Linked DNA regions of Mus musculus: regions 2, 3, 4, 5 and 6 are each linked to region 1. The links are chromatin contacts, called in public HiChIP or PLAC-seq, capture Hi-C and promoter capture Hi-C maps. All regions are on one chromosome and are shown on one strand. The core of a region is the stretch at or near the end of the contact, and the rest is flanking DNA. Distances in the headings are between cores, read along the strand shown.

What was found. Promoter capture Hi-C pulls out the DNA fragments that hold promoters and counts their contacts. HiChIP or PLAC-seq counts read pairs in DNA pulled down with a chosen protein or histone mark. Capture Hi-C pulls out chosen DNA fragments and counts their contacts.
Region 2: a contact with region 1 is called in a promoter capture Hi-C map of liver, with 4 times the contacts expected there. The contact joins the enhancer-like site here to the promoter of Snx4 in region 1. A contact is called at or near these places in 3 of 39 promoter capture datasets (the HPC-7 cell line, hippocampal neurons and liver), 3 of 115 datasets of contacts at active chromatin or transcription factors (the 230-238 cell line, bone marrow-derived macrophages and cardiomyocytes) and 2 of 9 other capture datasets (adipose tissue and liver).
Region 3: a contact with region 1 is called in a promoter capture Hi-C map of hematopoietic stem and progenitor cells, with 2.5 times the contacts expected there. The contact joins the promoter of Muc13 here to the promoter of Snx4 in region 1. A contact is called at or near these places in 10 of 39 promoter capture datasets (the HPC-7 cell line, cranial neural crest, embryonic stem cells and 5 more) and 7 of 115 datasets of contacts at active chromatin or transcription factors (T-cell acute lymphoblastic leukemia, acute myeloid leukemia, embryonic basal ganglia and 4 more).
Region 4: a contact with region 1 is called in a capture Hi-C map of macrophages, with 2.8 times the contacts expected there. The contact joins the promoter of Itgb5 here to the promoter of Snx4 in region 1. A contact is called at or near these places in 6 of 39 promoter capture datasets (the HPC-7 cell line, embryonic stem cells, hematopoietic stem and progenitor cells and 3 more), 2 of 115 datasets of contacts at active chromatin or transcription factors (cardiomyocytes and embryonic forebrain) and 2 of 9 other capture datasets (embryonic stem cells and macrophages).
Region 5: an H3K27ac HiChIP or PLAC-seq map of embryonic stem cells shows a contact between it and region 1, with 4 times the contacts expected there. The contact joins the enhancer-like site here to the promoter of Snx4 in region 1. A contact is called at or near these places in 2 of 39 promoter capture datasets (hippocampal neurons and pre-B cells), 1 of 115 datasets of contacts at active chromatin or transcription factors (embryonic stem cells) and 1 of 9 other capture datasets (adipose tissue).
Region 6: a contact with region 1 is called in a promoter capture Hi-C map of liver, with 3 times the contacts expected there. The contact joins the promoter of Rnf168 here to the promoter of Snx4 in region 1. A contact is called at or near these places in 3 of 39 promoter capture datasets (liver and neutrophils) and 1 of 115 datasets of contacts at active chromatin or transcription factors (bone marrow-derived macrophages).

What each region holds. Positions count from the first base shown.
Region 1 is chr16:33,249,580-33,254,238 of GRCm38.p6, forward strand. Snx4 (sorting nexin 4) reads left to right here and starts at 1,877. Exons shown (of 14, transcript NM_080557.2): 1 at 1,877-2,022. The coding sequence starts at 1,882.
Region 2 is chr16:33,945,115-33,949,815 of GRCm38.p6, forward strand. Itgb5 (integrin beta 5) reads left to right here. Exons shown (of 15, transcript NM_001145884.1): 13 at 1,377-1,496; 14 at 2,601-2,767; 15 at 3,543-4,224. The coding sequence ends at 3,638. Among named protein-coding and RNA genes, the nearest start is that of Umps, 20 kb to the right of the region's middle. Within about 2 kb of position 2,932, at least 12 of the 459 cell types and tissues checked have an H3K27ac peak or open chromatin away from gene starts, as enhancers often do. A contact at or near this core is called in the HPC-7 cell line and liver, where this site is marked.
Region 3 is chr16:33,792,563-33,797,722 of GRCm38.p6, forward strand. It overlaps Muc13 (mucin 13, epithelial transmembrane), which reads left to right and starts at 1,927. Exons shown (of 12, transcript NM_001382834.1): 1 at 1,927-2,013. The coding sequence starts at 1,965. Gm15658 (a long non-coding RNA gene) reads right to left here and starts at 3,577. Exons shown (of 3, transcript XR_003951910.1): 1 at 3,183-3,577; 2 at 1,690-2,084.
Region 4 is chr16:33,827,794-33,832,384 of GRCm38.p6, forward strand. It overlaps Itgb5 (integrin beta 5), which reads left to right and starts at 1,872. Exons shown (of 15, transcript NM_001145884.1): 1 at 1,872-2,237. The coding sequence starts at 2,168.
Region 5 is chr16:34,083,909-34,088,836 of GRCm38.p6, forward strand. The region is part of intron 34 of Kalrn (kalirin, RhoGEF kinase); the gene reads right to left. Among named protein-coding and RNA genes, the nearest start is that of Gm41448, 34 kb to the right of the region's middle. Within about 2 kb of position 2,268, at least 11 of the 459 cell types and tissues checked have an H3K27ac peak or open chromatin away from gene starts, as enhancers often do. A contact at or near this core is called in embryonic stem cells, where this site is marked.
Region 6 is chr16:32,276,152-32,280,654 of GRCm38.p6, forward strand. It overlaps Rnf168 (ring finger protein 168), which reads left to right and starts at 1,310. Exons shown (of 6, transcript NM_027355.2): 1 at 1,310-2,264. The coding sequence starts at 1,958.

The sequences.
Region 1 (4,659 bases), core at 627-3,126:
TTTTCCGGAATAGACTTCTAGGCAGAGAGGTTCTACCCAGTGTGGTAGTGGCACTCAACCTGTTTTTCCAGCACTCAGTAGTGGAGGATAGAGGTCTGATTCATTTTAGTTTATTATTATTATTATATTTAAGTGTTTATTTATTTAGTGACAGGGTGTCTCTATGTAGCCCAGGCTGTCCTGGATCTCACTATATAGATAGCCTCTACTCAGAGATCCTCCTGTCTCTGCTTCCCAAGTTCTGGAATTAAAATCATGCACTGCCACCACCACCAGACTAGCTTGCTTTTATTTATTTATTTATTTATTTACTTTTTAATTAATTTTTTTTTTTTTGGTTTTTCAAGACAGGGTTTCTTTAGATAGCCCTGGCTGTCCTGGAACTCACTCTGTAGACCAGGCTAGCCTCAAACTCAGAAATTTGCCTGCCTCTGCCTCCCAAGTGCTGGGATTAAAGAAGTGCGCCACCACTTCCCGGCTTCTAGCTTTTATTTTTAAACAAAACAAAACAGTAGACAATAATATGGTCTCCTTCAGGCCTTACAAAGCCAGGTGTCATTTCCTCGTTGTCACCCACTGGTCAGCTCACAACGAACATCCTGCCGGCTTTAGGATCTAGTTTTCTGAGATCTCAGAAACTGGGAAAAGATCACAAGATAATGAGAACAAATCTATCCTTGTGTGATTAATAAAATAGTCTTCTGCCGGGTGGTGGTGGTGCACGCCTTTAGTCCCAGCACTCGGGAGGCAGAGGCAGGCAGATTTCTGAGTTCGAGGCCAGCCTGGTGATCTACAGAGTGAGCTCCAGGACAGCCAGGGCTACACAGAGAAACCCTGTCTCGGAAAAAAAAAAAAAAAGTCTTCTGATTTAAAAACATGTTTTCTGGGGGTTTGCCGGACCTAACTAATCCCTGGCGAACAATAAAATACCTAAATACATAAATAGTCCAGGCTCTGTAAGGAAGGAACAGGGAAAGGATAGGAGAAGGGGTCCCTGCATTAAAGAAGTCTAGAGTCTAGCTGGAGGAAGCTGGATTTAGAACAAATTATTGTAAAATAACAAGAGAAAGTGCTTTGAGCATGAATGGAACTTTGCCACCAAGCCAGGGAGAAAACTCCAGGAGGAAGAAATTGTGCTTCACAACCCGGAAAAGGATGTTTGGCAAGAATCAGTTTTGGTCCGAGACCAGGTTTTGTACAAAAATACCAACCCAAAGGTCCCATATTTAGGCTACAGTCAGTGAACATTTCTCTTCAGGTCACCACAGGGAATCTTGCCAAGGGGTAGGTTCAGGAAATTACAAGAGACTTGTAGAAAATTAAATTGCTTTAGCGTCTAAAGTTTAAACACTTACTTAACAATGGCGCTCTCCAGCCTGCTTCAGCCATCTTACCTCTCAAATCTTTAGGCGTTATCTTTTGCTGAATGCGTTACTCAACTCTCTAAAAGTTAATAATTGATGCTGCTCTGGTCTTTGCGAGGGGAAACGGAATTGTGAATGCAAGGTAAGGGCGATGGTCACAAGACAATCTCCCTTTCTTTTTAATGACACAATTACTTGAGGGGATCGCCAATCTGAGTGGCTTCTGCACTTCTTGAGTTCACTTCACTTTAGTTTCTTTATGTCTTTACCGGCTCTCCCAGATTACCAGTTTTGTAGCCAACCCTCTGTAGTCGCCCTAGCTTTCCCCTACCTCCCTCGGTCGCAGGTCTTGGCTGGTGGTCCAGCGTTCTGGGGTCTCCGCTGCCTAGGAGGAGTTTCTGTGGGCAGGGGCGGGACTACCGAGAGCGCAGGGCGGAGCTACCACAAGCAGAGGGCGGGGCGGCTGGAGTCAAGGCCCCGCGCAGGCGCACTGGACTCGCGGTGCCAAACTACAGCTATGGAGCAGGCACCTCCGGACCCCGAGAAGCTCTTGCAGCCTGGACCCCTGGAGCCGCTGGGTGGCCCTGGCGCTGTGCTGGAGGCCGCGGTCGGTGAGGAGAACGAGGGCACCCGAGAAGACGGCTCAGGGGTCGACACGGTGAGGAGAGGGGCGGCGGAGGCTTCCGGTCTGGGGCCGGGCCTAGCGGGCCGGGCCGGGCCGCCCTGGCTGGGTCTGGTGGGTGCGGTCCCGAGACCGGAGGATGACCCGATGCGGAGTGGAAATGGACTCACAGGCGCGGCGTGCCGGAGCGCCGCGTGGGCGTTGTCACGCGTGTCCGTGGTGGCGTGGCCCGCGGTGTCAGTGGGCGCGTCCCCCGGGGTCTGGCCCTGAAGAGGCTCGCTGCTGTTTCCGGCCGGCCGAGGGGGTCGCTGGGAGGCGGCTACACCCTTGGTGAGAGGCGAGTGTGCGCAGTAAGGGGGGCTTGGCCTATGGACACGTCGGGAAATAGACATCAGCGTCACGTTAAAGAGAAGGGACAGAGGAAGAAACATTTGTTGAACTCTCCATTTAGCTGTAATGTCGTTATAATGTTTCCTCCTGCAATCCCCGCCCCTCGGTGATAACTGGTGTTTCTCACCTTTTGAGTTAAGGGAGTGTCGCGTTGTCAATCTGTGAGTGCATCCATCCAAAGGGTCGTGACGGATTTGTAGACTCTGATGAACAAATGTTTAGGAAACTCATTAGCGCCCTGTATTTGAACTCCCTGACCCTCAGTTGCTCAGCCCCTGTCCAGCCATTTTGCTGTTGCCCCCTCACCCCCAGTAGGTATTCATGCTAAGGTAACCCGTACATTTTTATGATTGATGCGTCTCTAGAGAGGACTAAGTTTCGAGAGAGCTAACCAGGAACTTCTCAGCAGTTGGAGGTTTTGACTACTTAAACCATTTATGTGTGCTTATAAGTTAAAGACTTTAACTTTTTGTTTGTTTGTTTGTTTTGTGTTTTTTCGAGACAGGGTTTCTCTGTATATAGCCCTGGCTGTCCTGGAACTCACTCTGTAGACCAGGCTGGCCTCGAACTCAGAAATCTGCCCTCTCCCCTCCCAGGAGTGCTGGGATTAAAGGCGTGCACCACCACGCCCGGCTAAGACTTTGATTTTTGAGAACAGTTTTAAGGTCGCTGTAGAATTGAAAGAGAAATGGGGAGATTTTCCCGTATACTCAGTTCTCATATTCAGACTTGTGCCTTGTCCACGCTTCTTACCAGACTCGTTTATGTTATACGCGGTGAGGCCAGGTTGTCACCCAAAGTCCATAGTTTACACACTGTCACATGAACTTTTAAGTGTCCTAAAAAATCCTCTACGCTGCCTGTTCTTCTCTGTCCCTCTCCTGTTGTTCTTTCCTTTTTCTTTTCTTCATTCCTGTTGTTTTCCCTTTCAGGCATGTCCTATAATTGTCATCATATAATATGTAGCCCTCCCTACAAGCCCCAGACATTGTCGGCCTGCAATGCAGAGATCTGCCTCCTTGATATTAAAGGCATGCCTGGCTAATACATAGTTTTTTTTCTTTTTTTAAATAATTATTTATTATTATAATACATAAGTACACTGTTGCTGTCTTCAGATGCACCAGAAGAGGGCATCAGATCTCATTATGGGTAGTTGTGAGCCACCATGTGGTTGCTGGGATTTGAACTCAGGACCTCCGGGAGAGCAGTCAGTGCTCTTACTTGCTGAGCCATCTTGCCAGCCCTAATACATAGTTTTGACATGAGTTTCTTTTTTATTTTGTATGTATCTGTGTGTGGGTATCACTCTGTGACTGTGGGTGTGACTGTCTGGAGCTGTAGTTATAGGAACTGCCTGACATGGGTCCTGAAAACTGGGCTTGGGTCCTTCACAAGAGCAGTATGTACTCTGAAGATTTATTTTATTTTGTATGTATGAGTATTTTGTCTGCGTGCATGTGTATGTGTGTGTGTGTGTGTGTGTGTGTGTGTGTGCACATGTGTCATTTGTGAGCCCGTGAGGGTCAGAAGAGGGCATTAGATCCTCTGGAAGTGGCAGTAAGCATGATTGGGAGCCACCAGGTGGATGCTGTGAACAGAATCTGCGTCTTCTGCAAGGCCACGTAAGGCTGTCTTAGAGCTCACTCTGTAGGCCCAGCAGGCCTCAAACACAAGAGATCCACCTGCCTCTGCCTCCTGAGTGCTGAAATAAAGGCTTGTGCCACCAACACCTAGCCACACAATGTTCTTAATCACTGAGCTGTCTATCCAGCCCAGACTTAGACTATTCTATATGTTTTTGTTTGACAAGATTTCATGTAGCCCAGGGCATTCTGGAACTCCTGATTTTCTTGGATTACAGGCAAGAACCACCATTTTGTGATATTTTTGCTCTGTTTAGGTAGGTTCTCACCTTTACCTGGGTTAGCCTGGAAGTTTTGGGAATCCTTCTCTTGATTCTTTTGTTTGTTTGTTTTTTGGTTTTTCGAGACAGTGTTTCTCTGTATAACCCTGGCTGTCCTGGAACTCACTTTGTAGACCAGGCTGGCCTCGAACTCAGAAATCCACCTGCCTCTGCCTCCCAAATGCTGGGATTAAAGGCATACGCCACTACCGCCCAGCCCTTCTCTTGATTCTTAGTGATGGGATTACAGATGTGAGCTTCCATACTTCCTCTTACTTTATGACTGTATCTCTAAATAATACATTCTTTACTTTTACTCAATTTTGAAGTTTCATAAATGAAATATTTTCCATATGTCTTCTTTCTTTTGGGATTTA
Region 2 (4,701 bases), core at 1,682-4,181, 700 kb after region 1:
CTCACATCCCAGCCTTTTGCTCTTTCCATGGCTTGCTCTCCAGGGCCTTGGCTGAGCTCTTTTTTCATGAAGCACATGTAGTGAGGAAAGAAGGGTTCCCTTCCCACCTCCCACAAACAAGCCTGTCCTATGTGGGACAGCTTCTTCCTACCAGACCCACCACGAGGTATCTGCAGAGAAGTATGCGTCTAAGTTACCGTCTGCCCCTAGACAGGCTTTCCTTCTTTCCTTATTTATTTACTTGTTTGTTTGCTTGCTTCTTTACTTATTTTCAAGGCAAGGTCTCACTATGGGAGTCCTGGCTGACCTGGAAGTCACTATGTAGACTGAGCTGGCCTCCAGCTCACAGAGACCCACCCGTCTCTGCCTCATGGGTGCCAGGATTAAAGCTGTGCACCACCATGCCCAGCCTTATTATTTTGTTCCTATTTTTATATTTTTCTCACTATATATCCCACTTCAAAGTTTCTGTCCTCCTGTCTCAGACTCCCAAGTACTGGGATTATAATTGGGTGCCGTGGCATCCAGTTCTTCCTTGTGCTTTTAAAAATACGCTCTCACTAAGTCTGAGGGGGACTGAGAAAACAGTTGGGCCATCATGTTTGGGAACCACGCCAGGTGTCCATCTACTTCCTAGCTGAAGCGCCTGTTGAAAAGATAGGAAAGGAAACACATTTAGTGTCGCAGCATTGACCTGTGGCTGTGGTTTGGGATGCTTGTACCCCTACGGCCTAACTTCCCTTTCTCCAACCTCTTTGCCTCCTAAAGATCAGTCCCTTTTCTGGGGTCCTGGTACCTGGACAGGACAGGGTCGAGGGCAGTGTGGGGAGAGAGGAGGATTATGACAGCCAAGGAAGGGGTTTGTCAGGAGTGAGACCTGTTATACACAGAGCTGGCCCTTTAATGGCCTGATCTCTGACAGTGTGGAGCGCCACCACACAGCAGCCTTTCATCCTCAAAGCCTCGCACCTTGAGTTCTAGCTCTCAAGGAAGAGCGACCTCTGGTCCTCTTTAGTCAACTCAGTCCGGCAGACTGGGCCAGGTTCCAAAAGCAGTCACTCACTCAGGCCTGCAGCATCCAGTTCTGTTCAACCGTGTCCACTCCTAACCATTGGAGACTTCTTTTATTTCATGTCACCACTAGCCAACACTTCAGAGGGTTGACAATCCTGATGGGATCCACATGTCCCCAAATCAATAAGCTCAGCCCTGGGTCTGTGATCTTGGTGTTAGAAATCTGAGCTCGTTTTAAAGCCCTGTGGCCTCTTGGAGTCTCCCATCTTTTCCTGCGGGGCTTGGCTTCCAACCCCATCCATGAGTGGTTCTAGTGCTACCCAGAGAGATGCTTAGGGTGTCTCTGCTTGCTTCTCTCCTAGTCAAAGATGACCAGGAGGCTGTGCTTTGCTTCTACAAAACTGCTAAGGACTGCGTTATGATGTTCAGCTACACAGAACTGCCCAATGGGAGGTCCAACTTGACGGTCCTCCGGGAGCCAGGTACGTGAGAGTCTGAGGGACCATCCTCGGCCCTGTTTCTTGTGCCAGTCCCTTTGTGGTGGTGCAAGCCTGTGAACCCAGCACTCTGGAAGGTAAAGACGGGGAGATGAGAGATTCAAGCCATTTAAAGGCCAGTCTGGGCTACTTGAGACTCCATCTCAAAGTACGTGTGTGGAGCACACTAGCAGAGCGCTGAGGCTGGGGCAGTGGGGCTTTGGGAACGATGCTGTGGGGGCTTACTGTGGAGGAAACCTCGAGTACTGAGTTAAAGGGTTTTGCAAGGTGCAAGGCAGCTGCTCCACCAGGGCAGCTAGGGGGTCCGTTAAGTTGAGGATTATCCAGTCCGTCTGACTGCTGCTATTTTCCCCAGTGGAGATTCCAAGGGCAGATGGAGCTCTGGGCCTAGCTTTCCTCCCTGCCGCCTGCTCAGTACCAACAATTCTATCTTGTGTTTGTTCTGGGCACCAGGACTAACGCCTGGGCCTCAAAGTGACTGGGACTCCAGCCATTTCAGTTTTTGGATTGGAGGAGGGAGTAGAAAAAGGTTTGTAGAGTCCAGGTCGCAGAGCCCAATTTGCAAGTTGAGCCCAATGCCCCAAACACTGTAATGCCTTCCTAGGCCAGAGACAGGAAGTGTAGCATCAACCCAGGGCGCTTGCCTGTGGCTTTGAGGCCTTGCTTTCAAGCCCTATCTTTGCTTAGAAATAAGCACATTTACTCCTTAGCGCTCTTTGCTAAGGGCTCAGAAATGCTTGACCTCAGACCAGGCCTTTCGGAAATGGTGCATGCTACCTCCTGCCTGCCTGGTTTGTTCCTGAAGCCTCCTGCCCTGGAGGTGGGCTAGGCTTGAGCCTCTGGGACACAGCCCAATAGAGGTATAGCCATTGATCAGGGGCCTCATTTCTGTCACGGCTTGGCTGTGTGACCTTGAAACAGTGACTGAATTCTCTGACTCTGTCTGTTCCTTGGGGAGACCTAGCTCAGCTTTCAGTCTCACTGAGGCAACATGAAGGGGGAATGGACAGAAGGGAGGGAGCAACTTTTCACCTCGGACATAACCAGGATGCTAACGGCTCTGCCCACCCGTCTCCTGGTCCCTTCCAGAATGTGGAAGTGCCCCCAATGCCATGACCATCCTGCTGGCTGTGGTTGGCAGCATCCTCCTGATTGGGATGGCACTCCTGGCCATCTGGAAGCTGCTCGTCACCATCCACGACCGCCGAGAGTTTGCCAAGTTCCAAAGTGAGCGCTCCAGGGCCCGTTATGAAATGGTAAGAGGGGGTGGTTAAAAAAGAGGTTGCTGGCTTAGAGCCAGGGTCAAAGGCTAAAAACAATCAATCAAACAAACAAAAAAAAGAGCTAGGTGTGGTAGTATTCACCTATAATCCCAGCTGCTTTGGAGGCTGAGACAGGAGTTTGAAGTTCAAAGCTTAGCCTGGGTTACTTACCAAGCCCTTGTCTGGAAATAAATGACCAAATTTTGAGTGTAGTTCAGTGGTAGTGTGCTTGCCTAGCATGCGCAGGGCTCTGGGCTCAATCCTCAGTATCACAGAGCAAACAAACCGACCTACCAACAATGAAGAGTCAACACCTTCAGTACTGAATAGGAGAATTACACACCTGGAAGACTCGAGGGGCGTGCAGATCCTGGTGCATGTTGGGACTGCTGAGGGTGAAGCGCCAGAGGCAGGCTCAGTGGGGAGTTGGACAGACACAGAGACGGAACCCAAGAAAAAAGCTCGAGCTCTCAGGCCTGGTTGGATGGTCACATGAGCAAGCCCTCTGCCCCGGGCACACGCAGGCTCAGAACAGAGCTCAGGGGAAGTACCCCTGACTCCCCAGAGTTAAGAGTCTGTCTGTTCAGGTTCCAGGGGACTTCTGGGGCTTTCTGCCTAAGCCCTGTATTCCACAGATGAAAAGTAAGAGCTCAGAGAAGGAAAGGGATTCCCCCAGAGCACAGAACAAGTCAGAAGCAGGCATCCCTGCAGGTGCTGGACGGGCCTGAGGCTGAACTAACACGTGTGCTCTCCTCTCTTGTGCTCGCAGGCCTCAAACCCCCTGTACAGAAAGCCCATCTCCACACACACTGTCGATTTCGCCTTCAACAAGTTCAACAAATCCTACAATGGCTCAGTGGACTGAGGCTCCTGGATGGCTGGAGGGGGACTAAGGATGAAGACTCTGGCGTGCCTTGGACTTCCTGGACCATTTGCTCACGCTAGCTAGGCACGCACGGATAATGGAGATGCCCTCCATTGAGCCCTAAGGGACCTGGTAGCCACACAGCGGGCCACAGGCACTTGGGGCCACTTCCCTCCAAGCCAGGGAAAGCAAGGAGACTCTGGTGTTCTCAGCTTCCCCTCTGCCGCCTCCAGCTTGCTGTCTCCATGAACCTCTGAAGGCCTGGCTGCCCTCTTCCCTGCTGGGCCAGACAAGAAGGTATCCGGAAGAGTCTGTGTGTACAAAGCTAGCGCGCAGCCTGGCTTTTTCCAGTTGATCGTTTTTTTTTCTATGAAATAAAAAGGTCACGCATTTATGGTGTAGATCTGATTACTGGTTCCCTGAGGGCTGTCTGCCTGGCATCTGTGGGTGTTGGTAGAATTGGGGAGTTGCCTGTTGAAAGTACATGCCTTGCAAATGTTAGGTTTTGCCCTCCGGTCTGTGTTTGTTTAGTGCTTTTGTAATGAAAAGGAAAGACTGGGAATGAAAAAGTAAGGATGGAAACCAAGCAACTTTGTGTTGGCTTTGTACATTCGGGCATGCGCCTCCTTTTCTGAGCGGTCTTGAGTAGCCCCAGTAGAGACTGGCATGTCCATACACTTTATCAGGGACAGGACTTGAACCAGACCAATACTCTGGAGCTGGGCTCCCTGATGTGCGTGGGTAATTACGGTGCTGAGCAGGTACCATTGGGCCTCCCTGGTTTTGCTTAGAGTTCTAGATAGACACTGTCCAGACCACACGTGTTTCCCACCTATGTTCTGCATTAGTAAAGCTAGGCAGGAATAGATGGTGCAGATGCCAGTGAGTGGAGGGGCGTGGCTTCCACACGAAGTGTTTCTTATGCTGTGTGTACTGGCTGGTTTTGTGTGTCAACTTGACATGAGCTGGAGCTATCACAAAGAAGCCTCCCTTGAGGAAATGCCTCCGTGAGATCCAGCTGTAAGGCATTTTCTTAATTAGTGATCAAGGGCAGAGGGCCCAT
Region 3 (5,160 bases), core at 677-3,176, 540 kb after region 1:
TAGTCCTCTTATTTTTTAATATTAATTTTTATTATCTTTAAGACTGTGTGTACATGCCTGCCAGAGGTGTGGATTCCCCTGGAACCTGAGTTACAGGATCAGTTGGGAGCCACCTGGCCGGCGCGTTGAAAGCAGAACACCTGTCATCTGCAAAACCAGGAAGTACTTTTAACCTCTAAGCCGTGTCTTCAGCCCCCTATCGTAGTCTTGAGTGGAGACCCTGGGGACAATAGGAGCTTCTGAGCATTAATATGATTTTTAGATTGAGAACAGAGTTAAGGGTCAGGTTAAAGGACGTGGGGATGGTTGGTGTATCTTCCTCTGGGTGGGGCTGGATCTCAGGAAAGGACTGGATTAAGCAAGCCTTATCAGGTGACAGAGCTGGCTCCTGAGATGGTGGGAGCTCTAGGGTGGGAGAACAAAGGGTTGAGGCAGTGATGCGTGAGCACACATTGAACCCCCAGGTGACAGGGGATAATGACTAAAGGACCCTTTGTGCCAACTCCCATTGAGGAGGACTTCACTCTATTCCCCTAAGTTTTCAGACAGACAGCTCTTCTGAGATCAGTGTCCTGCTTCGGTGACTGACAAGCCCCTCTGGAGAAAGTCTTAGGAGAAGGGGCGCTGGTATGCCTTGTTTCTTCTCTAGAAAGCCCTGTCTCTACCCAGGGCCGTGGACAGAAGGCAGAGCTGAGCGCAGAATGATCGACCAGTAACAATGGGCCTGCTTTGCCAGGAGGAAGCAGCCTTCCTTCTCTTTGTGGGCCTCAACAAAGCTGTCACCCCCACCTCCCTTCTTCCCTTCCCTTTTTTTTAATAGAGAGGAAGGAATGCTTTTAAAAAGTGACTATGATGCCATTCACATGGTGATTGTTCTGTTGCTGTTTGTTTGATTTTATTGTTTTGTTTTGTTTTTTAAAGACAGTCTTAACTAGGCAACCCTGGCCGGCCTGGAACTCTCTCTGTAGAGTAGGCTGGCCTTGAACTCACAGAGATCTGTCTGTCTCTTCTGCTTCCCAAGTTTTCTCTTTGCTTGTGGAATTTCAAATTGGCCTCTGTTAAAATTGGACCCACGACAGACGGTGGGCCAAGGTGGTTATGGGAAAGGGAGCCTACCGTCAATAACCTTCAAGCCTGCTTCTAATAGGAGCATGACAACTGGGGTCTATGTCCAGTTAAAGTGATATGTGAGATGGAGGGAAGCTTGGAAACGTTAGCTCTAGAAGTTTCTAGAAGTGACCATTAGGAAAAGCCCAGTGTGGGAGTCCACAGCAAAAGATGACACAAGTCAAGTCATAAATAGTTGGAGAAAACATGAAAGGACTTTTCAGGTATTCTTGGAACAGCAGGTAGAGAAAATAGAATTCTTTGCAGTCAAATGGTGGGGAGTTGGGGAGGGGAGGGCCCAGAAGATGACTCAGAGTTAAAGGCATCTGCCACTAAGCCTGATGACCTGAATTCCATCCCATGATCCCACATGGTGAAGGGTCAAGAATCAACCCTTCCCACCATCCTCTGGCAGCTACATGAGCACTGTGGTGTGCACACACAAAATAAGAAGGGGTCAGAGGTAAGGCAATCATCGTTCTCGGCTAGATTACTGAGTGTTTAGAGAGACAGTAGTAGGCTCTGGGGAGGCGATAGGTCTACCATTCCCAAGATATAGAGAGATTAGCTGAATACACTCACCTTTGACCTTGCAAGGATTTCTAAAGAGAACTCAGACTTCTACAGTTGTCCTGGACTTTGAGTCAAGGATATCAACCTGAAGCTGGGCTCAAGTGACCTGACTCTGAGGTTGGAAGCAGCCCATGCTGTACGACCAGAGACCAGATCCTGACCACGAATTGCCTTTGCCTCTATCAGTTAATGAGTGGACTTCGGACTTGAAAGACAGTTAAAACTCCAGGCAGCGAAGGAGAGGACACATTTCCTCCTTGGATTATCAAGCAAGAGCAGCTACCATGAAAGGCTTCCTGCTTCTCTCTCTCAGTCTCCTTTTGGTGACCGTGGGTAAGAAACTCCTTTTTTGTTATTTTGTGGTTGCTTCTGTAACTTGATAAGTTGAATTGGTATCGTAGTCTCTGAAACAGAAACAGCAGGCTTGATCCTACAACTTTTTAAAGTGGCTGCTAGTCTTGACTTGGGGCCATTTCTTGACTAGCTCAGCTCGGAGATGCTGACATTTTCATCTGTGACCCCCAAGACAGCAGAGGCAAAAGAAGTCTATGGCTGACATTGGGACACAGCAGGGCAGAGGTTTGTCTGAAGTTGGATAAAGATGACTCAGTCGTGCAAGGATGAGGTTAGCAAGCTGGATCTAGATCTGTTCCTGTGATCATCAGAGAGTCAGACCTGGAGGGGTCGGGGATATGTCTGTTTTCACCAACACTTGAAACTGGGGATCTCTGGCCAAAAAGAGCAATCCCAGTGGGGGTTAGAGCCCCTACAGGTGTTCTTCTTCTGGACTAGGGAGAGTTTATCTGGGTTTGAGTAGGTAAGGAATTTGTCCCCCACCCCACCCCATTCTGAGAGAAATCCAGATCTAGACGTCAAATGCAAGAAAGGAATAAGGCATTGGAGGCAGTGGAAGGGGGAAGAGAAATTGAGTTCAATGTAAAGGACCACTTGACTTGCTTTGTTTGGGGGATGGAATCTCGTGCTACCAAGGTTAAACTGAACTCTCCATACAGTAGATGAACTTCTGATCCAACTGCCTTGGAGTGCTGGGTTATAGGTATGAGCCAACATACATGGCAAGATAGGAGCTTTTGAAACCTCTTACTACATTTAATTACCATACATGTGGAGGACATCGGACAACTCCCAGAAAGTGGTTTCTCTCCTCCCACCCCCTGAGTGAGATTGAACACAGCCGGCCAGCCTTGGCAGCAGGCTTCTTTTCTTTCTTTCTTTTTTTTCTTCTTAATTTTTTTATTATTTAAATGCATTTTATACATCAAACACATTAATAATATTGAGTATTTTGAGAATCAAATAACATTAAAAATGTGTTCAACTTTTATATTCATATCCTTTCATACCCTAAAAATATCATTAATGGATATTTAATACTATCCATAAGCAAACTTCTTTCTTTATTCCCTGGACCAATATTTTTTTTTTGATCTGCTTTTAAGATTGGGGGAGAAGAGCTGTCCTAAGAGGAGGGTAGGCCTCACCAGATCTCCTCTGCCAAGCCTGGGTGCTGTGGCCAAGTCTTCAGGTCCCAATTAGAACTGATAAGATCTACGTGATTTTCTGGAGTCACCATGAAGAAGAAATGCCTTCTGTAAGACATAAGGGTACTGAGAAGGGAATCCTTTGCTGGGAAGGCTTGGGGAAATGGCTAGAGGTTAGAGAATTCGTAGTCATGGATCTCAAGGTACCTTAGAGGTGTAGAAAGGAGACTTGGGCCAGAGAATTCCCCCAGCAGGGTACAGGAGCAGGCTCCACACTTCAGAGCTTGGTAGGCAGGGATCCAAATACAGTGTAGTCGGTTACTAGCTGTGGTTTCTCCTTCCGTAATAACAGAGGAGACAGCCCACAGCAGGAAGCTTAGGCTCACAGCACTGTATCTGCCATCGGATCCAATATTTAAACATTTGTGTTTGCTCTTGCTTGCGTATGTTCCATGTCGGTCTCAGCAGTTGAGGACAGGAGGTGGATCTTATACACCTTCCACCTGTCTCACCCAGAAATGTCATAAGGACTTCCTGAACAATGAGGACATGCTCAGATGACATCTTAAGCCCCCTCAGGATCCATTTGCCAGCGTTTTGCTTCCCCTGAGCACTAGGGCTCCTCTTTCCCATGGCATCTAGTGAGAGCCAGCATCTCTTACTATTGAGGACTTCTGTCTGTCAGAAGCATTTTAGTATGGCTCTCAGCTAGCATTGGGTACCATGTGCTCTGGGCAGATGGTGGTCCTAGAGTGTTCTCCAGAAAAGAACCCATAAAAAGAACTTTTTTTTCTCATTTAAGTCAATAGTTGGCACCCTATAGTTGATCTATAGCTGTAGGGTTATTACTGTGGTGTGGGTTAGAAAGCAGCTCTCAGATCTGAGGAAACAGAAAGATGGAAGCTGGGGCTGGAGAGATGCCTCAGTAGCTAAGAGTGTTTATAGTTCTTGTAGAGGACCGGGGCTCACCTCTCAACTGGAACTCCAGTTGTATAGGATCCAATAGCCTCTTCTGACTTCCATAGGCTCATGCATGCCTCTCCACAGACCTCTGACAAAGTTGTAGTTCAAACAGTGCCATGGACAAATCATCTCAACCAATGCCCACGGGCTCTTCACAGGTGGCATTTGTGTCTGTCTCACAGGGTCACATCAGGTATAGGGTAAGCCCTTGATAAATGAGAAAGTCCCAGGAGATGTGAGGCAGTGGGCCACGTGACTGTGGTCAGCTAGTGACGATTTTCTTGGTGATGGAAAAACAATTGCTTATCTCTTTGTCTCTTCTAGTTACTAGTAGCCAAGCCCTGTCCAAGGTGAAGAACTGGGCCTTGCCTGGAGCATCTTATGGTCCCTGGGGGAATCATAGTGAACATTAGCATCCTATATCATAGGGCTTATGAATGGCTTCCTCTCTACAAAGGTTTTCATTTAATAATTTGTATAATCTGTTGTCAATGTCAGAGTTCTTAGAGACAAGAGGAGTCCCAAGAAATGGGTCACTAAGTGGGCGACTAAAAGGTAGTCTTCCAAGCTTCCTAGAGAGTTCTAGGAAAGCGGTAAATACAGCTTTGATGTCTATCACAGTCTTTAGGACATGGACCATTTATTTGTCTTATTATCTCAAAGCAGATGTATCTAGAGAAATGTGTACCAGGAAACAACAACAATAACAACACAAACAAACAAACACACTGGTCCAGCACTCAGAAAGATTGGGAATTTCAGGCCAACTACACTGCATAGCAAGACCTGTCTCAAAAAAACCAAACCAAAATGTGGAAGAACTATAATCAGCACTCGGTGAAGTGTCCAGCAACAAGAGGCTCAGGACATCCTTTGCTATCTATCAAGTTCAAAGCTAGCCTGAGCTACAGGAGACTATCTCAATTTACAAAAGAAGATATCTTTTTTTTTACTCACTTTGTAGACCAGGCTAGCCTCGAACTCAGAAATCCGCCTGCCTCTGCCTCCCAAGTGC
Region 4 (4,591 bases), core at 622-3,121, 580 kb after region 1:
AGGACTGCTTACAGCAGGTCTGGGCAGGCTGGGGACCCAGAGAACCACCAGATAAGACAGAAGGGGTCTGGTAAGAATTAGGGCAAGTTGGATCACAGCACTTTCCAGGTGCAATTTAGATAAATGGTGGTCCGTGCCAGATGTGGGACAAAGTAGGATATTTCAGCCGCTACAAAGTGCTCATTTTGAGTGCAGAGAAGATGGGATACTATGGGCCCTGAACTCAAAGAATGCATGGCATAGGAAAGCCACCATTGTACTTAAAGCAGTATTTCACCTTCTAGCTCATCCTACACTTTCCTGCCAGACCAAGCAACACTCCAGTTCAAACTCTTTGATCAGCTCCCATAATGTAGTAGCCACCTCTAAGCTGGGATAAGCATAGCCCCAAGGCTATTGCCCTAAGGGCCAGGTAATTCCAAGATCTACCTGGGCTGTTTCTGCAGCATGAATTCTTTTTTTTTTTTTTTTTTCTTTTGGTTTTTTGAGGCAGGGTTTCTCTGTATAGATAGCCCTGACTGTCCTAGAACTCACTTTGTAGACCAGGCTGGCCTCGAACTCAGAAATCTGCCTGCCTTTACCTCCCGAGTGCGCCACCACGCTTGGCATGCAGCATGAATTCTACTGGATAATGGTTAGCAGCAAACATGATTTTTTTTCGAGACAGGGTTTCTCTGTGTAGCCCTAGCTGTCCTGGAACTCACTCTGTAGACCAGGCCGGCCTCGAACTCAGAAATCTGCCTGCCTCTGCCTCCTGAGTGCTGGGATTAAAGGCGTGCACCACCACACCCGGCCAAATATGACTTTTAAGTCATAACAAAGCAATGTAGGACAGAGTACGAATTTGCATATGGTCCAAGGATGAACTTTGAAGTTTGCTCTGGATTGGTTCACTTTTCCCTATGCACACACTACAAACTGGCTCCTGTCAGTGCCACCCAGTTAAGAGTTTGAAAGGTGGACACAACAAAGTTTTTAAGATTCAAACGCCTTAGGTAGGTTTTTGCACCTACACCGCCAAGTCCTGACCTTCTAGCTGCTGCTGCTGCTGCTTCTGCTGCTTCTTCTTCTTCTTCTTCCTCTTCCTCTTCCTCCTCCTCCTTCTTTTTCTTCTTCTTTTATTTATTTATTTTTTCTTTTGGTTTTTTCGAGGCAGGGTTTCTCTGTGTAGCCCTGGCTGTCCTGGAACTCACTCTGTAGACCAGGCTGGCCTCAAACTCAGAAATCTGACTGCCCCTGCCTCCCAAGTGCCGTGTAAAGTCGTGTGCCACCATGCCCAGCTCCAGCTGGTTCTTAATAGGCAAAGGTTAGGCTGCCTTACTTAAATCTGGATTTCAGGGAAAAAGCTAGCAGTCGCTTCCTCCAGTATATTAACCCTTGGTGGCTCAGTTTGCTCACCTAAACAACGGGAGGGATGTTAGCACTTATCACAGTGCCTGCTCACCAGGGTGCCCTCCGCTTCACCTGAACTTCCACGTTCCACGTGTCCTCCCCTGCCCATCCCAAGCGTGGCGTCTGGATTGAATATTCTCGGGCGAGGCCTGGCCTGGCATGCGCTTGTGGCATGACGAAATGGCCTGACAGATCCAAGCCGTAACTGCCCCACGATCCTGAAGTCAAAACTGAGATTGCTTTGGCCCAAGTAATCTCTGCAGGCCTAATGGAGCGCGCCCCGCCCCCTCCCAACTCCAAGACCGGGGAGGGAGACCCTAACTAGAAGTTTCGAACACCCGATCCCCACAAGTGGGTCAGCTGTGACAGCCACCTGGGCAACCCAGGATCTAGGCGTGCTGGCGGGTCCCGGTGCAGGGCGGAGCTGGTCCGGCCCGAGCTCGCCCCGCCCCGTCCCGCCTAGCCGTAAACTGACCGAGTGGCGGCCCGCAGGAGAGGGGGGAGGAGAAAGCAGAGAAGAGTGGGGGCTGGCGGCCGAGGAAAAAGGGAAGGGTCTCCGAGAGTAGACGCGCGGGGGACTCGGCGAGGGTGCGTCCGGAGCAGCGACAACTCCGAGCGTCCCAGCGGGCCAGCGAGGAGGATGGTGGCGGCCGGGCGCGGACCAGCCCGGCCGCGGGCGCCGTGAGCCGGAGCGCAGCGCCCGGCATGCGGCTGCGGTCCCCGGCCTCGGCCCCGCTCCGCCCCCGCCGAGCGCCCCAGCCGAGCGGCGCGCATCATGCCGCGGGTGCCCGCGACCCTCTACGCCTGTCTGCTCGGGCTCTGCGCGCTCGTTCCGCGCCTCGCAGGTAAGCCGCGCCGCCCCGCCGCGCGCTCCTCAACTTTTGCTCGCCCGCGGCCGCTTGCGGGAGCCGAGGGTGCAGTGCACCCCAGGGCGCTCCCAGAAGGGTCGGCGAGGCGCGGGCATCAGATCTGCGTGCGCTGGCGGGTTCCCTCCCGGGCTGAGGAGGAGCCTTCCCTTCCTGTGTAAACAGTGTGCGTCTGGTGGCGGAGCCCGAGGGCGCTGGGGACTTGGGAGGGGAAGCCTCCGGGCCCGGTGCTGGGGCCCTAGCTCTTCGCTCGCCTGCACAAAGCGGCCCTTGTGGCCCGCGGGGAGTGATGTGGGGGCCAAAGTGTGGCGACCGAGTCATCCCGGAGGTCTGTGGATAATGCAACTTTCGAAGTTTGCTCTAAATTGAAAGTTGTCATTACTCTCTGTAAGTCCGAAGTCGCTGCCCCACCTGGTACACCGCCATCTGATACTGTTCGGTACTGTGATTCACAAACACTGTGTCCGGACTGCGGAGGGGCTGCTGGCGCTACCTTAGCCGGATGCACCCTGGCGCTGATGCGGGAGCCCCCAGCTACCTGCGTTCAGTTTTCAGACTTGGGAGTGGCAATTAAGTTTAGGGACCGGACAGTGGTGGCACACGCCTTTAACCCTAGCATGCTACACAATGAGACCCTGTCTTAAAAAAAAAAATCCCTATAGGAAGAATGATAGTTGACGCTCCTACCTCTTCCAAACCTACCCACTCAAAGAGGAGTTTCCGAACTTTCCTCTTCCTGTCGGAAGTAATTGTGTATTGATTAAGAGTGCGCTATTCACTTTCAAGCCCGAGGTACTTGTTTGCCTCTCTGAGCCCAGTGGTTGCCTGGCTGCTTGAGGGGAGAACTCTGTTACCCCTACCCGTCTCATTTACATGAAGGAGGTTGAGGTTTCCATCTGAGAGCAAGGAGGGAGTTGAGGAAACCAAAAAATGTCGCTGAGGCCCCAGTACAAACTTAATAGCGTAGCAAGGCTGCTTTTCTGGGAAAATAAGTAGATCAGTGGGTCCCACCCACCCCTCCCTCAAATCTGGCAACCAGTGTCCACATCTTTCGTGTTCCAAAGAGTCCCCAGGGAAACGCAAAGAGATGTAGCTTGAATCACCATCCTCTGGAATATATCCTTGTCGACTGACCTCACTTCTTTAGGACAGAGTTTTAGTTTGAAGTTATATTCTTTATAACCAAACTAAAACTTTATCTTGTGTGTGTGTGATGGTGTTTTTAACATTTTTGTCAGAATAAACACTCAGCAACCTTACCTTAGTTTCTTTCTTTCTTTCTTTCTTTCTTTCTTTCTTTCTTTCTTTCTTTTTTCTGTTAGCAGTCTTCGAAATTCAACTTTGGGATGGCTCTAGTTTCTTTCCGATTAGCCCTCTGATTCGAATGAAAACTCCAACATTTCCCATTGCAAAAATTTTAATCCTTATTAGTTGAGTTTCCCAAAAACCTGTTTTTATCTTACTTATGTCCCCTCCCCTGACTCTTCCCAGATCCATCTCCCTTCCCTATGACCCCAACTCTGTCCATATTAAAAAAAAAAAGCACAATGGTGCGGTCCTTGATTTGAGCCTTCTCTACTTAGGAAGGGCTACACTCTTAGAGAAAACTTCCCTCCCAGCTACTGTCAATGGTTCTATGGCTGGGTATAATAATAATAATAATAATAATAATAATAATAATAATAATAATAATATATCCCCATCTGGCCTGTAACTCACTATGTAGGCCAGTTGGCCTTGAATTTCCAGAGATCCCTTTACCTGTCCCTCCCACACTTTGGCATTAAAGGAGTGCCCCATCCCTCAGGTGTCCTTCATATTATTAGAATCATTAGGGTTTTTGTTTTTGTTTTTCAAGACAGGGTTTCTCTATATAGCCCTGGCTGTCCTGGACCTCACTTTGTAGACCAGGCTGGTCTCGAACTCAGAAATCTGCCTGCCTCTGCCTCCCGAGTGCTGGGATTAAAGGCGTGCGCCACCACGACCGGCCCTCATTAGTTTTTTTTTTTTTTTTTTATCTGCATGTGATTTCTCCTTTTTGAAAGTTCCGGTGCCTCCGAACAGACTGTTCATTCCCGAGGAGGGCCATTTAGTGTTTTCTCTTGTCTCAGGGTGGGAGTGGCCAGCCTAGGCCCAGGGCTGTTTCATCTTTTGTACCCTATTTTGGAGCCTGAGTGGTTTGCTTTCAGGGTCTTCAGAGTTAGTTCTGTCCACTGTGCTGTGGTCACAGGCTTGTCTTTTACCACCCCTTGCTGCTGCTGCCAGCCCCTAAAGTCAGTAAAATGGAATAAACCTGTTTCCAGCCTCCGGACTAGGCCGCCTCCTTCTCAGGG
Region 5 (4,928 bases), core at 1,018-3,517, 830 kb after region 1:
TCCATCTGGCCTGGAGGGGTCATAGGAAACCCCTTGGACGTCTTACAAAGTCTTCTGGATTTGCTTGGATACTCAGACAGACTCTGATAGAATAAGACCAGCTGGACCTAGCTCTTGGCTCTTGGTTGTTGATTACCAAGTTGTGGTTTGAGATGGACTTGGGTCCCCTGAGTGGTAGAGGGTCCCCAGAATCCCAGTAGACATCTGTGAGCACCAGATGTAAGTAAGTGGCTACCACGGGAAAGGATTTTTGGTCAAAATTTAGTTTCAGGAATCTAGGAGGAAATTCCAGTTTGCCGGGTCCCCCGTTGTCCTAGATTTTTTTTTCCAAAGAGCTGTGCTCTCCGCTGGCCGGATCCAGTCCAACTCGCTCTAACTTTTCCAAACAAAGAGGCAGGTGCATTCTGCTTTCACTACCCTCCCCCTTTCAAAGGCCAAGTCATCTGCTATAGATAGTATGATGTCATCTCCCTAATTTCCACTAAAAAAATAAAAAGAGGCCAAAGTACAATGTATAGTACTCAGCACAACAAGGACTTGCAGAATATCATCTCCACTCTAACACGGAACCCAATTCAAACAATTGTGGCACTCTACTTTTTTTTTTTTTTTTAAATTAAGCTGGTGTGTGCAGCAGAGGGGCATCTCAGTTTGAACTAGCTTCACTTCATGCCCACTGAGCCCCAGGGAATAAATAGATTGGGCAGCCCTACTTTCTTTGTGGTCCACTGCATGTTTCTGCTCCTTTATTCACTTGGAATTGCAGTCCTTTAAAAGCCCTAACCTGTGTTCTGTGCTTTGGGAAGCCTCCCAGATGACCCCATTAGCATCTGCTTAATTACATTAATTAGCAATCAGATAGGAACTCACAATGCCAGCATTCTTGATCTTGATGACAAATTCTTCCTTTTCTTGTTCGTTTGCTATAACTGTTTCACACTTACGGATCAGTTCCCAAGCTGGACTGTAAAATATCTGGAAACCTGAATCTACCTAGCGTCATCTAGAATTTTCTATGAGCACTAGTCCCAAATTTACTCAACACAACAAGGACTTGCAGAATATTATCTCCACTCTAACATGGAACCAATTAAAACAACTGAAGTACTCTACTTTTTGTCTTAATTAAAAAAATTTTTTTTGATACTGTGTCTTTGACACCTGGTGAATTCTGGTAGTCCTAAAATTTTGGAGTGACTCGGAAAGTGTGTGCCTTAACTTCCCACATGATTAAGGGACTGCTGAAGTCATTTCAACATGACCCTCGGGACTTCGGGATGATCCACAACAACCAAACACTTCCCTAGCACTTACAACAAAGCAGCCTGAGTGGTTTACATATGTCAACTCATTTATGCTTTGCAAAATTCTCCATGAATAGATTCCAGGGTCATTTCTATTTTCCAGGAAAATAAAACCCTCAAACAAACAAGAAAAAGAATTTATTTATATAAGTTGTACAAGGTCTCAGAGAAAAGCAGTCTATCCGGCATTCACATTCACTGTGGCTCTTAACCCAGCCTCTCATTACAGCAATCTATTACCTTGCAATACGGAACCACAAAATACAGTTCTATTTATAGACTCTGTATATTAGTACATAGCCCAAGAATCAAAGGTATTAGTTTGTTATACTCTGAGCCAGGGCTTTTTTTTTTTTCATATAAAAGAATTAAGTTAATTCAGAAAATGTAAACAGAGGTAAACAGTTGGGAATCATGAAATTCCAAGTTCCAGAGGGTGCTTTTCATAATCCTAAACAAAACCCAGCACCCTGCTCCTCTCAAAGGGGATGAAGCTACTGGTAGCAGATGAGCTTCCAAGTTCAGAGATCCTCCCAGGGAAGACCCTCCACTCTAGGAATCTGCCCTTGGGATGCAGGTATGGGTAGGTGTCCTTATAATACTGTTTAGAGCAAAAATGAAATATCACTTCAAATAAGGAAGTTGATTAAATAGGAACAATTCACATTGATGCATGATTAAAAAGCATCTAGTGATATTGTTAAGGTCTCAAACCCAGGGCAAATGGCTAACAGAGGTGCCTATTTAACATAGCAAAGCAGACCTGGGGTTTTGCACCAGATGAAGGGAAAAGAGAAAAGAATGGTGGACAAGACCTAGGTGTGGTGGAGAAGATTTACTACAGAGAAGAGGGAGAGCATAGCCAGAGGCAGAAACATCTGGGAGAGCCCAGAGTGAATGGGGAGGGTAGCCCAGCCTCTGGGCTGGGGAGTTCAGGGAGGCGGGTGGGGAAAATGCCAGCCATACCTTGTAACAGGCAGAGATTGAGGGATGATAGGAGAGTCTGGTGGCCAGGACTCCTTGATATGTTAAATGGGCACCTCAGTTTGCTGTAGGTCCCAGGTTTGAGACTGAACAGTATTCAAATGAAATAGGAAGCCCCAAAGGGGTGTGTCTGGTTCTTTCTAGGGAGGAACCACAATGCTCCAATCTCAAGCTACCTATGGTTAGTAATCTGTTCTCAAAGTCTAGAATATTTTGTAACCCCTGTAAATGTATACACACACACACACACACACACACACGCACATGCACACACACACGTTTCCAACCTGTGGGTTAGACCATTGGAAAGCATCTATCTCCAATGGTCTTAGGAACTGAGACACTGCTCAGTAGCAAAATTACAGTTATGAAGTAGCTGTGAAAATAATTCAATGGTCAGGGGTCATCACAACATGAGGAACTGTATTAATGGATCACAGCATCAGGAAGGTTGAGAACCACTGCTCTAGAAGTTGTTATGTTTAAGGCATGGAATTTTATCTTCATCTGCCTATATTTAATTTTTTTACATTTACCTATTTTTTTTCCCTAGTCAGAAAAAAGAAATAGATCCTCCCTTCTCATTTACATGGATTTAATGACCTATATTTTATGGAATGTCTCGAAGAACAGAAACAAAAAACTCTTGGACCTGCTTTTTGAGATGAGTCACATGACCAAGGAGTGGAGGGAGGGTCGGCTCTGCAGCTCCAGCCTCTAGAGTTCACAGATGTCCCGAGGGGACAGGTGAGAGAACAGGTCTACGTGGTGAAAAAAATCTACCTCTGCAGAAACGGAAGGTATGGAAGGGAGACAAACTCCAGGCCAAGCATTCAAGCATTAGTGTGTCCGTCCACATGTGACCTCAGAAACACCTGCGTCCTAACCCTCAGCCCTCCCTCGTAGCTTCCCACAAGCTTTACTGGCTACACAAAACTCACACCAACAGTTTTCGAGCTCAAATCTGTTTACATACTTAGCCGTCCAAATATCCTGGAGGGCTGAGGACTGAGATTACTGATAGTATCTTTGCCCAGCATGCAAAAGTTTCTGCGTGCCGGCACCATCACTGGAAAAAAACAAAATTCTGCCAGGTGTGGTGGGCAGCACGACTCAGGAGGCAGAAGCAGGCAGATCTCTTGTGTTCCAAGCCTGGTGAGTTCCAGAACAACAACAACAACACAAATTCCTAATGTCTACTTGGAAGAGGTTCACAAGGTGAAATAAAAGCAAGTTCTGAAACATTATGTAAATTACGATCCAATTTGCATAGAAAGAGGTGAACTGAGTTCCAGCCAAGTCCTCTTTGTCTAACATTTGGTTTTGTGGTGACCACAGTAAGGAGAGAAACGGAGGCGACACGGTTCTTCCTGAGTAAGAAGATACCTCAGGAAGCTCCCAGAGCACAGAGCTCTCCAGGTTCCTCTTTTCCCTCTCTCTCCCAGCCCCCAGCCCAGCCAGAGTGATTGCCAAGGAGGCCTCTTGGACTTCCCAAAACAAGAATTCCCCTAGGAGAGGTGGCCTTCTCAGACAGAATGCTTTTTCTTTCAGGAGCTGGGGGAAGGGAGAGGGAGGAGATAAAGGATGAAAAGTCGGGGGGGGGGGGAGGGGGGGATAGAGAGAGGTGGGGGGGGGAGAAAAGGGACAGGGAGGGGGGAGGGGGAAAGAGGGACAAACCAGAAAGAGAAAGGAAGCCAGAGGAAACGTCAGAGAGGTACTAAGCCTTTGTGTCTCACCCCAGGTAGCTTGGTAAATCACAAGCTGTTAAGGGTCTGGGGGCTGAGACTAGCAAGTCTACCATTGTCCTTGCCATTGTCCTGACTGACCACACCAGGTCACTTCAGCTTCCAGGCTTCTGCCAGCAAGAGAGAGAGGATTCATAGCACTGGTGTGAGACGGGGCTGTGCAAACTGGCCAGTGCGGACTGTTTAGCACCATTTTTAACAGTGAAGCTTGGCTCCCATGTGGATGGAGAAAGATAACACCCCTATCCCTAAAAATGCACAGAGTCTAGTGCTGGAAGTGGAGAAGCTAGGGATGTCCTGTTATCTGGTGATCCACCAGCTGCTCTGAGAGAGGAAACTCATACGTGCTACACTCCTGCTAACAGCCATAGAGCCACGGATACAAAGTAGCTGCTGCCTTAAAGCAGCAGCAGAAGGGGTCCTTCCCTCCAACCTGGGTTCCTCACCATGGTCACCAGAGGGGCAGGAAGAATGTGGAAGAACGAGCTCCCAAACTCTTAAGCTCTGCTCACTTACAGGCAAGGCCACTGGCAGCCTCTCGGCCACTTCAGGGTGTAACCAAGACTCCCCTCCTTCCAGGAAGTACCACCCAGAAAGTGGTACTGCCTCCAGAAGTTGAAAGATGAGTCCCATTAGTCACCGAAAAGGACCAGGCAGGGAGCCAAGGCACTCTGTACCTTACCTATGAAGGATATAGGCAACCTTGCCTAAACTTCAGCTGAGCACCAAGAACTTTGGGGCGAGAGGTGTATTTTTTTTTTCCTTCCCTCCAGTCTAGGCAGAAACTGTCTGGAGAAGCATCAAAGGATCTATCTGCACACACAGTGGCTGTATCATAGGGGGACAAAGATTTCTATTAGATTGCTAGCTGAGGTCAAGAAACAGGAGAAAAAAA
Region 6 (4,503 bases), core at 60-2,559, 970 kb before region 1:
TCTCTGTATAGCCCTGGCTGTCCTGGATCTCACTTTGTAGACCAGGCTGGGATTGAACTCAGAAATCCACCTGCCTCTGCCTCCCGAGTGCTGGGATTAAAGGCGTGTGCCACCACGCCTGGCCACAAGGCAACTCTTATGACAATATTTAATCAGGGCTGGCTTACAAATTGAGAGGTTCAATCCATTATCAAGGTGCCAGAGCATGGCAACATCCAGGCAGGCATGGTGCAGGAGGAGCTGAGAGTTCTACATTTTCATCTGAAGGCTGCTAGCAGAATACTGCTTCCAGGCAGCTAGGATGAGGGTCTTAAAGCCCACACCCATAGTGACTCACCTACTCCAACTGGGCCACACCTTCTAATAGTCCCATTCCCTGGGCCAAGGATATGCAAACCATCACAGACTCCAACTCCAGGTCCTCCTGTTTCTGCCTCTGCCTTTGCTACCTAAATGCCTCAATTACAAGACACACGTGTCCATGCCTAGTTCAGAGGTCCTTCCTTCCTTCCTTCCTTCCTTTTTGAAACAGAGTCTCTTACTAAACTCACTGTATAGACCAGGCTGATCTCTACCTCACAGAGACCCTCCTGCCTCTGCCTGCAATGTTTTGGGAACCAGCTGACCAATTGAGGAAGGGTCTCATATAGCCCAGGTTGACCTGGAACCAGTTATGTAGCCAAGGCTAGTTTATAATAATCCTTTTGTGACTACTTCCCAAATGCTGGGATTGATTATAGAAATGGGTCTCTTGTTGAGTTCTTCAGACTCCACATACCAAACCCAATAGGCATTTACTCATGCTAAAGTCTGGGGTAGAGGGCCCAAGCCAAGCACCCCCAAAACAAGAGGGAAAGCAATAACAGCCAAATCTCTACATTGCTGTTTTAGCCAGTACCATAAGGATATCACCCCCACCTTATTTAACCTTTACAAGGATTCTTTGAAACCACAGGTGTAACTCTTTGTTGCTGCTCTCCTTGAGCGTCACTTGTCTATAAGGCCAATATCTGCTGCTCATTCTATAAAATGCTAGTGTTGCAAATAAATGCTAAGAAAAATCTTTAAGGTAAATTTGTTGTAATTTCTTCTTTTAGCACTAAGAACTTTAGAAAGCTTTGTTAGGAGAAGGGTAGCCTAAAGAATACTGAAAGAATAATTACAAAAATTCCTGTTCGGATCTTGGTTTAGAGAGTTACTTGAGTAAGCAAGATTCTGCAGCCTACAGTAGCCGAGCGACCAAAAGCGGGAGGAGTTGCTACTAGCAGGCTAGGCGGGAACGCAGACGCAGCTCCCGGAAGTCCCGCCCGACTGAGCGGTTCCTTGGGGGAAGACGTGCCGTTTTGGCGGGGAATTGTGACGTCCGTGGAGCCCGGGTACCTGCTCCGGCCGCGGCCAGTAGACCGATTGGCAGGACAGCGGGTGCGAGCGGCTGGGTCTCGGGACCCGGGGGGTACCGCGAGGTGTTCCAGAAGCTGGAGCGTGGGCACTGGAGGGCTGCCTCCACCGCAACGGCGAGACGGAAGTCCCGCGGCGGCCCGAGCCCGGATTCCGGGCGGTACCGGGTGCTCTGGGAGCGGCGGTGCCCGGGCTTCCGGCTCTGGCAAGCCCGGCCGCCTCGCGCGTAGAGGCGGGTCCTCACCGCGTAAGAAGGGGAGCTGGATGAGCGCTTGTGTGGCGCGGGGAGACAGAACCACTCTCCGCCCCGAGGCCGCCGACTCCCGGAGGAACGTTCTTTCATTCCCTTGCTGGACTCAGGGCATAACTGTTGACCTGACATCACAGCTCCTGCTTGTCTCGGGCCCGTGGGAACTCAGGCCTTCTGGATCTCAGTCCGCTGCTGTGTGTGAGAGTAAACACCAAACGGCTCGCTGCTTTTCTCCGTTCTGGGCGTGATTAGGCGAAAGACGACTTTAGTCCCTTTCTGATTTTAACGTTGGGTAGGTCTCATTAGCATATGAAGATGGCTGCACCTAAAACCTCCATCCCTTCCTTAGCCGAATGTCAGTGCGGGATCTGTATGGAAATCCTCCTAGAGCCTGTAACCCTACCTTGCAACCACACGCTCTGTAACCCATGCTTCCAGTCCACTGTTGAAAAGGCCAATCTATGCTGTCCCTTCTGTCGTCGCCGGGTCTCTTCGTGGACTCGGTACCATACCCGAAGAAATTCTCTGGTCAATACAGACCTGTGGGAGATTATTCAAAAACACTATGCAAAGGAATGCAAGCTTAGAATCTCTGGACAAGAATCAAAGGAAATCAGTAAGTAAAATTAAGCATGTTTATTGGGTAAAACGGCCCAAAATCCCTTTGAAAGGGAACCATTTTTGTTTTTGCTTTTCGAGAAAGGGTTCCTCTGTGTTGCCCTGGCTGTCCTGGAACTCACAATGTAGATCAGGCTGGCCTCGAACCCAGAGATCCACCTACCTCTGCTTCCTGAGTTCTGGGATTAAAGGTATGAGCCACCATCGCAGGGCTCGAACCATCATTTTCTAATTTAAAGAAAAAGAAAAAGAAGGCTAAATAGTCTGAATCGTGAGGATTTGTGGTTTTATAAGCCCTGCCCACACATCAGTTAAAGTCAAGGACAGAGTTACATCACGTGTAGTAATGGTCAAGTTGTGTTCATCTGCTGTGAATTAGGGTTTTTTTTTTTTTTTTAACATTTTTTTAGACATGTTTTGAGACACAGTTTTATTACTGTGTAGCATGGGATAGCCTTAGCCTCACAAATACTGGAGTTGCAGGTGTGCTATTACACACCTGTCCTTTATAATGTAGTAGTATTAGTGAGGGTTGCCCTTTATAAGGGCAGAATGGTAAGTATTTTTGTGGACTATATAGTCTACTGAAGACACTTGGTGAGCTCTGCCACTGTAGAACAAAAGCCACCGTAGTCAATACATTAATTTACATTACCCTTTGTAAATGAAGATAGTGCCTGTGTTTCCATAAAACTTTATGAAAAACAAAAAGTGGGGGGGCAGATTTGTCCTGTCAATGAATCATGGCTAAATAGCCCCTGTCTTAGAATATCACTATTACTGTTCTTAAGAACAATTCTTTATCTGTGGAGGTAGCAGAATTAAATAATTGCAGATACTTCGGAAGGGAAAACTTGAGATTTCTTATTTTTTAAAATATGTATTTAGAGTGTGTGAATGTAAGTGCCTCATGTGCATGTGGTGCAGAAGAGGCAGGAGAACTAGAACTGAGTGACAAAGTTATAGGTTGTCATGTGAGTACTTGGAACCAACCAAACCCAGGTACTCTGGAAGAACAGTAAGCATTCTTTTTTTTTTTTGAGACAGGGTTTCTCTGTGTAGCTCACTCTGTAGAGACCAGGCTGGCCTCGAACTCAGAAATCCTTCTGCCTCTGCCTCCCAAGTGCTTGAGTTAAAGGCGAAAATTTAATTTTTTGTAACCCAATTGAAAGATTTTTTTTGAATATATAGTTCTGTTTTCAGGTGGCTCAAATATGAAAAGGAAGGCCCTTCCTCTTAATCGCCTTTGAAATATGAGAACATATTAGTACAAACTTGTAAAATGTATAAAAATAGTAGGACAAAAAGGTAGAAGTGTCCAAGTGACATCAATGGATGGATAAACTAAATGTACATATCTGCAACAGAATATATTGCTCTTTCATTAAATGGAATTGTTAAAGTTGTAATGTGGGATGAAGGCTTTGTTCTAGCTGTCATTACTCAGGTGATTCCATATGGAGAGCATTAACGACATCATTGGATCAGTCCACTGATAAGTTTATCCCAGCTGGGCTGTTAGGTGAGGCCTGTCTGGAGGAAGTATACTGGAAATGCCTGTGACAGGTTTGCTTTTTGACTGCAGTTGAAGTGGGCACCTCTCCTCTACCAAGCTTTTTCACAATCATGTTTCTGCCTTGCACAGGCATAAAACCATAAATGCAAACCTCTGAACGAGCCAAACTAAATCTTTTCTCTCTCAAGTTATTTATGTGATGCATTTTGCCATAGCAAAACACAGGAACACAATTGACAGGTTCCAGATCATGGAAATAAAGAGGTGCAGACCAGCCTAGCCTGAAATCATAACAGTCTACCTGTTTCTTCCTTCAAGCTAGGACAAGAGGCCTGTGTTACTGTAAGACCTGGGGTAGGCCACAAATCCCAGACGAGCCCCCGCATATAAGACCCCCCCCCAAGCTGGGCCTCTGCTCAAGTCCCCGGATGAGCTGGCCGGCACCCCAAAGACTCGAGAGAAAATCACACCTGATGCAAACTGCAAGAGGTTTTATTTTCAGCTAGCTGAGGACGAACTCCACACGCTGAGCAAGGCAGGGGAGTTCAACCCTGAGCGGTAACAGTAGGGGGCTTTTAACAGCTAGCTGAGGAATTGGGAGGAGAGTTCTTCTCTGCCAGGTGTCCTTGGTAAAATTACAATTATAGCATCTCTGGCTGTAAGGCTCAGAAACAAAAAGGCTTTTTGCTGGCTATAGAGAACAAAGAGCTTCTTTCTGACT